Regions from separate parts of the Mus musculus genome. Here all the other regions are linked to region 2. The links are chromatin contacts, called in public promoter capture Hi-C maps. All regions are on one chromosome and are shown on one strand. Each heading gives the region's core, a stretch centred on a gene start, on an enhancer-like site or on the middle of the called end of the contact. The rest is flanking DNA. Distances are from core to core; before and after follow the strand shown.

The links. Promoter capture Hi-C pulls out the DNA fragments that hold promoters and counts their contacts.
Region 1: a contact with region 2 is called in a promoter capture Hi-C map of liver, with 4 times the contacts expected there. The contact joins the promoter of Rasgrp3 here to the promoter of Lbh in region 2. A contact is called at or near these places in 2 of 39 promoter capture datasets (both in liver).
Region 3: a contact with region 2 is called in a promoter capture Hi-C map of pre-B cells, with 5 times the contacts expected there. The contact joins the promoter of Tgif1 here to the promoter of Lbh in region 2. A contact is called at or near these places in 1 of 39 promoter capture datasets (pre-B cells), 2 of 484 Hi-C or Micro-C datasets (B cells and regulatory T cells) and 2 of 115 datasets of contacts at active chromatin or transcription factors (regulatory T cell precursor and thymic regulatory T cells).

What each region holds. Positions count from the first base shown.
Region 1 is chr17:75,434,246-75,437,758 of GRCm38.p6, forward strand. Rasgrp3 (RAS, guanyl releasing protein 3) reads left to right here and starts at 1,660. Exons shown (of 17, transcript NM_001166493.1): 1 at 1,660-1,923.
Region 2 is chr17:72,916,762-72,920,593 of GRCm38.p6, forward strand. Lbh (limb-bud and heart) reads left to right here and starts at 1,544. Exons shown (of 3, transcript NM_029999.4): 1 at 1,544-1,817. The coding sequence starts at 1,792. Gm30375 (predicted gene, 30375) reads right to left here and starts at 1,394. Exons shown (of 2, transcript NR_168598.1): 1 at 1-1,394.
Region 3 is chr17:70,848,619-70,852,488 of GRCm38.p6, forward strand. It overlaps Tgif1 (TGFB-induced factor homeobox 1), which reads right to left and starts at 2,592. Exons shown (of 3, transcript NM_009372.3): 1 at 2,254-2,592. The coding sequence starts at 2,269.

The sequences.
Region 1 (3,513 bases), core at 410-2,909, 2.5 Mb after region 2:
TGGAGTATGTGGAGTGAACTTGAGGGTGAGGACTGCCCACAGAAGAATGCAGTCCAGAGTTGGAGAGCTGGCCCAGTGGTTAAGAGCTCATCTGGCTCTTGCAGGGGACCTGGATTTAGTTCCTAGCACCCATGTCAGACATCTCACAACAGCTAATAACGCTAGTTCCATTGGATTTGACATCTCTAGTATCCAGTGGCATTAGAACTCATGGGTGTGCCCCCCACACACACGTAATTAGAAGTAAAACAAATCTTTAAAAAATAATACAGACCAGTTTATACTTCTACTTACTATTACACAAATGGTTGTTTCTCTACATATCAGTATCAGAAGTTAGCAAAAGTTTTAGCTGCTCGTCTGTTATGTGGGAAAAAATGCTATTATTTTGGGGTTTGCTTGCATTGTCAATAATATGAGGGAATTTGGATTGCAAGAATGCAGAAAAGCTATGTCTGTTTTTCCCATTCATATTAGATTCAGAAGGTATATTCCTTTTTTCTTTTCTTTCTTTCTTTCTTTCTTTTTCTTTCTTTTTTTTGGTATTTTGACTCAAGAAATTCTCTACTTTTTCTCTTAAAGACTTTTATAATTCCTCTGCATGTGTGTGTGAACACACACACACACACACACACACACACACACACACACTGGAGGGGTCACTTTGTAGAGGCCAGAGGAGGGTGTTGGCACTCTCAGAATTGGAGTTACAGGCATTTGTGGGATGCTGGGCTTATTCTATGGGTACTGGAAAACACTTTCTAGCCCCTAGGGTTGCTAGCAAGTGCTTGTAACCTGCTGAGTCAGCTTTCCAGCCTCAACATATTTTTAAATGAAAGGAGAGAATGAGTCTGACATGGTGCTCACTTTGTAATCCTAGTATTTGAGCGGTGAGGCAAGAGGATCACGAGTTTGAGCCTAGCTTGGGCTGTGTAGTAAGGCATCGTCTAAACTGTCTGAGGAAAGGAAAGGAAGGGAAGGGAAGGGAAAGGAAAGGAAAGGAAAGGAAAGGAAAGGAAAGGAAAGGAAAGGAAAGGAAAGGAAAGGAAAGGAAAGAAAAAAATAAGACAGAAAGCAAAAGAACAGAACAGAACCAGGTCTTCCTCCTGGTATTCAGGCACCCCCCCCCCACTCCCACAAATTTGTCTTTCAGGAAATGAAGGATGCAGTGTGAATCTGCTCGTGGTAGTTTACACAGAAAATGCTATTATTTCTGAATTCAAGCTTCGCTGGTGGGAAGTGACAACTTCTAGTCAAGTAGAGACTGAGGGACCAGTTAAGTCACAACTCAATGGCTCACACTAAAGTTGAATTATTTAGGTTAAATTTTCTTCAGTGTGTTTACCAGTGCAGACTTGGAAGGAACACACACACACACTCATACATGCATATGTGTGCACATGCACACGTGCGCACACACACATGCACACTGTACACACACACACACACACACACCTAACACACACACCTCTGACTGCCTTTTGAAATCAAATACATTTCCTGCCTCCTCTTTCCTCGGTACTCACAGCAGCAGCTTATTTATAGCACAGGAAAGGGGAAAAAAACAGCGCTCCACTGGAGGCCGGAAAACTAAGTAGGGAAAGAATAGGAGGAAGTGGGCCTGCCATTTAGCCAAACAGCCTTTACTTCATTGAGCTCAAAGCCTAGCCCCTTCAAGGTAGTGGTTTGTTGGGCACGAATAGGCTTGCAAATCTCTTTCTTTCTTTCTTCTTCTTTTTATTATTTTGCTTTTCCTCTTCACTTATGAATTGGACTTGAGCAATGGAGGGGACAACAGCTCTTTCAGGGGGAGCCCAGCCATCTTGAGGGGTTCAGGCACCTTGAAGAGACTTTCAAGAACCTGGTGAAAGGAGGATCCACACCTCTTGTGAACTTCCACTGACTACATGACTGCGGATTCGGGTATGTGTCCCTTTTAAGTTTGCGTCTTGCTATTTCTCACGTTTCCTTGGCTTTGCTTATTGGGCACAGGCAATATTTGTGATCTGAGGGCAGGTCCTACTATAACTGTAACACGAGCTTTGCTTGTGTCTCTGAAGAGTAGCCAGCCGTCAGAGTCAGCAATGGCATCCTGAGCTTCTGGTAGCAAGTGTGTATTTTACGGAAGTTGTTTTCTTGTGGTGACTTCCTTAAATCTCAGCATCATCTATAATCTCCCTGACGGTCATTTTTGAAAACATCTGCCTGACACTATTTGTGCTTTGTGTCAGGCTGGTCAGTAATCTGTCGGTCACTTCTTTGAGGAATACTGGTTTAGAATATACTTAATAACCATGTCTTTAAACACAACCAAACCATTGCTGAAGTTATTTTGCTGAAATTTAAGTTTTGTGTACAGCTGTGAAGATGAAAATTCATCTGGTACAAAGTTTCCTTTCTTAATCAATCATTCTTAAACAATGATGAACTTCTAAAACATAAAGGCAACATCCAAGCCCTGAGCTTTTCCAGAGACAGGAATTATTCATAGCAATTATTTACATCTGAGTTTTTTTCCAAAACCTTTCTGCTGTATAAATTTTGAGGGTCTTGAAAAAATATCCTTGTGCTTAGAAATGGAAAGGTGGGAGGGAAATTAAATAAACCTAAAAGAGTTGATGATGCTCACAAAAACTTGGAAGGCTTCTGGGGACATGCCGAGGGACATCCCTTGGCATTACGTGAATGCTTTTGTTTAAATGATGAGCCTGTGTGCTTCCAGGGCAGATAACCTCCACCTTTGCGTGGTAATGACGCTTGATTGATGTCAGCACAGTGACTGACCAAGAAGTAGGCTCTGCCAGTTGTTGAGAAGGAAACAGGTTGCTTTTCTTTCTGCCTCTCCTTGCATGAGATTTGTGTGTTTAGAGTTTGCAGCAAGAAGATAGCAAAGTTAAAAAAGCAGAACTGTGAGCCCACCAGAACTGGTGCGGAGCCCGGGGCTTCCTTCTAAGTCATGGTGGCTCTCTTTGGCCCTTTTCTCTGCTGAAAGAATTTAAGTGGGTATTTTGTTGTTGTTGTTGTTGTGCTGTTTTATATTGTTTTTCTGACTAGAAATTTGTAAGTCATTCCATGGAAATAGGTTCACAGAGATATTTTTTTAAAAACACAGGAAAAGCATGACTGTTTTGTTTGTACTGTTTTGAAACGCTTTGAAGAGACAAAGGGAAACACAGTGACTCGAGATTTCCGTGAGAGAGCTAAGCAAATCACTCTCCACGTTGGTTTCCCATGGCAGCACGGTATTTCCAAAGTCAGTTCTGAACCCAAGTTGTTCTATTGAGCTACCACACACATGGCTCTGGGGATGGCGACCTCGCTCTCAATAACCCTGATTCTGCTATCGGTTGAACCTGTCCCTCCCAAAATTGTTAAACGTCTTTGCCAGCTGAGCAGACGCTTTGATTAAAGCTCTTCCTTCCTATGCAAAGGAAGATTGAAGCTTCAATCCTCAGCGCTCACAGGAATGCTTGGTGGGCTAGCCAGCCAGGTTTGCAAGTCCTTGGATATCTT
Region 2 (3,832 bases), core at 294-2,793:
TCCCATTCTATTAAAAGGCTCAGGCTGCCCCTCCATTAATAACACACCACGGACCATCTTCCCTTGGCCCCTGTTCATAAAGCCCCACCCTCCGCCAGACCCCTGTCACCTGGTCAGAAGCAGAAGCGAATAGTCCTGAAGAGCACAAACAGCGCTTCATTTGTCTCAAGGGGGTAAGGACAGCCTCCTGCGTTTTTCTGATTACAGGGCTTATGAAATACGGCTCTTTTAGGACGCTCCAGTTTTTACTCAGGATGTATATAGGTACGCATAGTTGGGAAAGCAGTTATTGCAAAGTTGCTCTTAGAAAGAGTAGATGCTGAAAATTATGAGGTCCTCTTTCTCAACATCCGCGTGGCCCCTGCTACTGAAAACTCGTCTCTTGATGCCAGCAGCTTTTTGCTGGATATAACCAGTACGCTTTTCTTTCAGGGTGCAGACTTATTTTAAATCACATTTAATTGTGTTTAGTTTTCGACCACGGCTCTCCCTTTCCCCAGTCCCTTTATGCACATAGGTCAAGGTTAGGAAGCTGTTTTACAAGAGTAATTGAAACAGAGGCCACAGCGGGGCAGCGCTGGGTACTGAGTCAGACTCCGTTCTTCCTGGCTGTAGGGGCTGCACAGCAGTTTAGTCTCCAAGATAGACACCGGAACTGCAATTCCTGGGCTATGAAGGAGTCAGTCTCTCAACTCTGTGTTTTCTATCAGATGGGCTCTGGGAGCTAAGGCTAGCCGGGTGTACTTGTATTCCGCTCGTTCTCCTCACCCTCTACTCCCAATGCAAACCGTATATGCTACTCTGTGTGTGTGTGTGTGTGTGTGTGTGTGCACACGCAAGCGCGCTCGCGCAACGGAAAAACCCTAGTAAGACACCACATCCTTTCTCCCACAAACAGAACCCTCCATGGACTCCAGGACCGCAGACTTTTAGAAAGCCAACAATGCCCCCTCCGGCATGGGTGCCTCCAGCCCCGCAGCTGTGCAGCCTTCTTTCCCATCTTTTCCTTTTTCCCCCGGCCCCGCCACGATCGGGATGCCACAGGCGATAATGTCCAAGAGAGGCCTACTTTGCATGGATGACCAGTGAAGGGTCCTGAGATGTGGAAGTCACAGAGAACCCGACAGCGGGCGCTCGGATGGAAGAATGGCGCCCTCCCCCGGCGATCTGTCTCTTCCCGCGTGGGCCCCCATTCCTTCCTCACGCCCACCCATCCCCGTAGCCCTTAGAGTCCCTGTGTTCAGAGAGGGGGCTGCGGACGCTGCGGATTTATGGTCAGGAAGCTGCGTTGACATTGAACTCCAGCTCGGGAACACGCGTGTGTGTCAACGGTGGGGAGGGGGGCGGGCTCGTAGCTGCTGGGAGCCAGCTCAGGCAGGGTGCAGAGCCCGGCTGGTCCCCGCCGCCGCCCGCGGGAGCTATGAGCGCTGAAGCCATTCATGATTTTGGTGACGTTATTCTAAGAGTGGGCGAGGAGAGGCGGGGCCGCTCGCCGACAAGCCCCGCCCCTCCCTTATAAATGCTGCTTCCCGGGCTCTTTGTGGGACCCGGAGATCGGTGGAGAGCGGAGAGCTTGGTCTGCACTGCCTACGCCGTTGGCAGCGAGGCTGTCTCCGGAAGGCGGACCGGCGCTAGCCCAGTACCCGCTCTCGGCTGCCCGCTGCTCTCCTCTGCGCCCCTGCCAATCTCATTCAGGACTCAGTGACTGGTTTTTTTTTGTTTGTTTGTTTGTTTTGTTTTGTTTTGTTTTTCTTAATCACAAGGGCGTGGGTCAGCCTCCCCTAGGACTTCATGTCTGTATATTTCCCCATTCACTGGTGAGTATCCTGCGCCTTTGGCGGCCGCCAGTTTAACCCGGGTGGCTGCGCAGCCCGGCAGCCTCCTAGTGCCGGCTCCGGGTACGAGGCCGGAGAGTGGCACGGACACCCAGTGCGGGTTAACCCGCCAGCCTCAGCCCCTGCAGGAGTCGACGTCAAGGTTGCAAAGCTGGAGGTTGGGGGAGGCGGTGCTGAGAGCATCCAGACAAAGGAAGTGAACTCGGAACCTTCACTTAAGTGGCGGCCAGAGGGCGTGGATATGGTGGCGTTGGGTGGGGAGAACCTGGGGTCCCACCTGAAGCCCCCTAAGGAAACCCTGTCCGCTGAGGGCCACAGGAGATGAGTCCTGCTTGGTGCAGGGGGCTCCGGTTTCCCGGGCCCCTCCCCTTCTCCTTTTTGTTTGCACGCAAGTCTCGGCGTCGAGGATGGCTGCAGAGGGGCCGAGCTGGTGCAGCCGCTGGGTTTGCAGAGCTTCTGGGGGAGGGAGGATGCTGGGGAGACGCTCTCCGCACAAACAAGCCACAAGCATCAGGGTGCAAACTACACCCTCACAACCCCTGCCCTCTCCGTTGTCCCTTAAATCCAACGCGCCTTTGTGGAGGGCCGGGGCTAGGAAGGAGCAAGCTCTCCCAGTGCCAGATTGGAAGAAGCCGGCCACTGCTGAGTCGGGGGCTGCAGAGATTTGCCTGCAGCCGGGGAAGATCGGGTGTGGAGGATCAGAGCCGAGAAGGATGGGGGACAGGCCCCTAGCTGCTGGGACGTGCGCGCCAGCTGCTTCTTCCTTCCTGCTGTGGTGTAGAGGAGGGGCGCTACAGGGAGGCGAGCACCCGTGGTCCTGGAGCGCGCTCGCAGGTGCCAGCCTTGGAGAGCCAGACCCGGGTCCAATGCAAGGTCTGAACCCGGGGAGAGCGGCGCTATTCTGCTTAGCCCAGGAACTCTGAAAGTTCGTGTTTCTCAGTTTAACTTTTTGGGCCCGCGCCACAGTTCCAAAAAGGAACAGACGCCGCTACAGGAGACGACGACCCTGGTCTTAACCCTGTAATGCTATTGACTCTCTTCTTTCAGGGATTGGAGGCAGCTTTTCCAGACTAGGGAGGAAATTGTTAAAGTCTAGCTTCTAACCCTAAACTTGCCCCCATGACAGTCACCCTTTCTTAGTCTCTCCTCCCCCTCCCAGTTTAACTGTGATTAGAGGGGCCAATGACTTTCAAAACAAAGTAAAAATCCCCTACACCTGAAGCTTGTGTACCCCCTCATGTGCAGACAAGTCAGTTGCCATATGGGTGAGGCTTTGAAGAGTGGTGGAGGCCTTGTGCTCCACCCCCAACCCCCCACCCCGCTCAAAATGTAGTAAGGTCGAGATGTTAGAAGCCCATGGGGACATTGGCCCCCCCACTCACCCATTAAGGTTTATGATTATTTTGTTAATTGGTACTTCCTACAACGTTTGCAACATTTTCCCCTTCGGACATAACCGTGAGATTATGCCTTATTAGCAATCATTTGCATCTTGGATATAAACAGGGCTCCCCGCAGCTCAGAGAGGTTCTATGATCTGTTAAAAATCACACAGTGGTGAGGGCAGCTTTTTCAGATCCCGGAGAAGATTATATATATATATATATATATATATATATATATATATATATATATATATACACACACAAGATTCGTGTCTTCCTGTTTTCTTAGATGTAGTTTCTCTAAAGCCTACCCCTGCCTAGACTTTTACCTTTTGAAAACTTTGTGCACACATGTGATCGTGAATACTGGGCGTTGTGTCATGGGTACCTGGATTTGGTGTTAAGTATTTGGTACTATGCTGACTGGACCCTGTGTCTGCCCATGGCCTGTGTAAGGATAATGGACTGTTTGTACCCTGCTTAGAGTACAAAGTACTTTCACATGTCAGCCATTGGTGGGCCAACTTGGCCCCTCTGGAAATGTCCTTGCACTCAGAATCTGTCCCCTTAAGGCTTTTAATCCAGGGATGTTTTTCATGCTGGGAGTTAGTA
Region 3 (3,870 bases), core at 1,342-3,841, 2.1 Mb before region 2:
GGCACTAAATCCACAGCTGGCTGGAAGTGACCCAGCCAGTTCAGCCCTAAACAGATTCAACAGGCTTGGAGACCCCGAGAGGACACTTGGTGATTTTCCTAGTTGAGCGAGCCCTCTTCCAGCCTGCTTTGAAGCCATTTTTGGAGCTCTTTCTTTTCGGGCGGTCTCGGCTTTCTACAGAGGGCACTCTATTACCATATACCAGTCTTTGTTGAAAGATGCTCACTTTCCTAAAACAGACAATAGGCGGGACAGGTTTAAGCAGTCCAGGCCCAAGGACAGGCAGGGAAGCTCACCCTCCCCTCCCAGGTAATTTCAGACAGTGGGAGGCAGGGCTGTGGAGGCTTGCAGCCGAGGGAGGGGCAAGAGGAGAGAGCAAGCAGCTTTTGTTCTTCAGCCCCAACTGAAGCCCGCCTGCTAACTGTACAAGTTAGCAACGGAGCTGGCCCCTGGTCCCTAAGGAAGTAAAGAAATGGGGCGGTGCGGTTCATATCCTCAAGGGTCTGCCCCCTTCCCAGACCCAGTGCCGAGGAAGCCTAAAAAAGGGAAAAGGAGCCAGGACAACCTTAGCAGTCTCAGCTCTCCCAATGAGAAACTCGAAATCGGTCTCAGCAAAGTTTCCTCTCCAACACGTCACCGTTCATCGTTTCCATGAGTCGGGGGGATTGACTTGGGGAACCCACGCTCTTTGGGCTGGGGACCTCGCATCTGGGGAAGGGGACACCCAAGAGGGTGGAGCCTGAATGGGAAGCTAGTCGTCAGCCTTCCTCCCCACCCACGGAAACCCAGTTTTGCATTCCCGCACCCCGGAGCCACACAAAACCAAACTACCCTCATTGAGGTGCTATTGGAGCGGAATGCCTCCCACGGGGGTCTAGATCTGTCAGCCACGTCAAGGGGTGACAGAGGTCTTGAGAAGATCCCTAAGTTTTCCCCAGAGCTCAGTTAAACTGTCCCCCAACTCAGAGCGCCCACACTCTGACTGTCCCAGGGTGGAAAGGAGCAAGGAGGCCTACTTAACCAAGTACCCGGGGTCTTCATGAGTTCCGTATGTTTCGGGGTCTCTCACAGAATAACATCCACCCAACTCTCTAAGGTAGGAAGCGCGGAGAAACCCCGTGAGGAAGCGTGTTTGGCGGCAGCTGCTATAACCGTGTTCCGTTGGAACTGCAGTCGCGGTCTAGGTCTGAAAGAATGTGGAGTAACAAACTCGAGGAAGCTCCCGGGCATGCGCACCAGCGCCCCCTTCCCCCCGCCCGCTTCTCCAAGCGATTAACTTCTGTTTTGAACCACTCCACATAAATCACAACAAAAAAAGCCAACTCCAGTCCACGACTGGAACACTCGAGGGACCTCCCAGTCAGGGACTCCAAAGTTAGCTTCAAAAGGGACTTCACAGTCTTTGACCTTTTGGGTTTTTTTTTTCCCCCCTTCCTCCCCAGTGTGTTTTGTTTTTAAACCAGACTGACGGCAAGTTTTAGTTGTAAAGCTTTGGTGGAAACAATGACAGCCTCGCTTTTTGCACTTACAACCAAGCCTGCTTGTCACACTTGGACAGTTTTCGACTGCATGGTACTTGTGTTCTAACAGCACACGCGGTCCTAAATTCATCGTGGGAAAACTTTCAGAAACTAGTAAAAATTTTAAAGTCCATCTTTCCAAAGCTATGCTCGCCCTAGGGCGATATGTGTGGGGGTCCCGGATCACATTCCTTTGATAGTGAAAAACACATCTCTTTAAAAAAAAAAAAAAAAAAAACATTGCCAGGATCCGGCGAGGAGTGAGAGAACACCCGGAACTACAAACTTTTAGACAAAAGGTAAGGCGACTGGAATTCGCCAAGGACCCCCCACAGGGAAAAGCGAGGTGCCAGGGTCTCCTAGAACATCAACCGCAAAGCCCTGCCCCAGAAACGGCACTAGAAACCACGCGGCGCCTGGGCCGAGCATGGGGTGTCAGGAAGACAATGAAACTTGGAGGCGTACAAACAAGGCGCTGAGCGTGGTTCTTGACAACGTGCCAACAGCGTGGCGCGGCTCAGCCTCCCCACAACAGCCCCTCGGGTTGTGTCTAGAAGGAAAAGAACACCAACTGCCATCAGAGACACAGCCTCAACAAAGAGAACAGCCACCAATCCAGCCGGGGAGCCACTGGTCCGAAAAGTCCCATCAAGTCAGTGTTCTCCCGATCCGGCGCGGCCCGCACATGTCCCGCACTGGTGCCCCGGGCGCTCACAGCCCGCCGCCACCTTACCCTTCTTGCTTTTCATTCTGGAACTCGAGTCCCAGTGAGAGGTGAAGCTGGGGTTTCTAGGAGCCAGCAGCCGTGGAGTGGCGGGAGGGTAGTCGATGATCCTCCTCCTATACTAGTGCTCCGGTAACTTACAAGAGAGTGTTCCAACCACTATTGCTAAACAAGGTGCTCCGGTCTCAGGCGCTGGCTTCTGGGTTGGAATTCAAGTGACACTTGGGCTTCCTCCAGTCGGGATCTTCTGGCAGCCAGCCGGGGGTTCTCCCTGGCCCAATTCCCTCCCTCCCTACTCAGCTCCTTTGTTTCCCGCTCCACTCGGCGCACCTCGGCGCTGTCAGAGTGAGAGAGCAGAGGGAAGGTACAGGAGGTCCTGCCTCCGCCCCCAACCGCCCGCCCCGTCCCCCGCCCGCCCCGCCGCGCTCCTCTGCCCCTCCCCCGCACCTTCCAGCTCCACAACCCTGGGCCTGGGGGCCGAGATCACCCGTCCCTCTACGCGCTGGCGGAACCCAGAAGCAGGGTCATGCCTGCCTGCCCGTGGCGAGAGCACCATCTCCATCCCTCAGCTCTCAGCGGCCACACTGGTTTCTCTTTTGGGGCCTTTCCTCCCCGGGCTAGCGAAGAGTGCATTTAGTTTGTAAAGGATGGAGAGAGGTTTAAGGACATCTCCTCTGTCCACCCCAGAGAAGAAAAGACACCCCCATCCTTGTTTTTGACAGCTGCCCCAAACTTCACTGTCTCTGCTCCAGCCGCCGGAGGCAGCAGCTTCTGATTCAAGGGGTGGGGCACCGAAGGAAAAGTATTCCAGACAAGAATCAACTTCTTCCAGAAGGCGCAGCTGCCATTGACACGCGGGCGCGGCACAGCGCACCCTCCTCCTCGTGGACTCTTCTGCCAACAGCGACAGTGGGGGTGGGGGGAGGCAGACATAGTCACCGTGGGCAAATGTCTATTCCCCCGGGCTAAAGCTCTGAGTTCCGGATTGGATTGCAAGGCAGTTTCGAAATCTAACACGTTGCGAATAGACACTTGTCATGCTCACATGCTCTTTAAACGTCTGGGCTAGGGGGACGGCCAGAGCGCGCGTGTGCCCCACTGCGACTCCCCCACCCCCACGCGCCTTTTTAAAAAGATGGGGGACTACGCCGGGACTGCTCATCTGTTTCAGTAAACAGTGTCTACTTTGTGTGCTAATATCCCACCAGAGGACACCCTTCAGTATTTCAAACAGAAACTAGCCATTAAATAAACACTCATTCCTATTGGTTTATTTTGCTTGAGAGGGGAGCTCCAAAGAGTTGAACGAAGAATCGAGAATCGTCCCCTCCCCAAATACAAGCCAGATGCTGTTATGGCTGACTTCGAGACGCGCACGCCCGCACTTCTGGGTCTAGTTTTCACCTATGCCCGGTTGTTTAAAAAAAAAAAAAAAAAAAAAAAAAAAAAAAGCAAAGAAAAGCAACTGTCACATGTCACAGAAGACTTTCCCCATAGAGGGGGGGAAAAACCCCAAACGTAAATAAGCTGAGCAGCGACGTCACCGCCGGTGTCTGTCTCCAGTTTCGGCTTTGTGGCTGTTCTGGTTTTGTGACCTCGGTGGAGATCCGGCAGGAGGAGACAGAC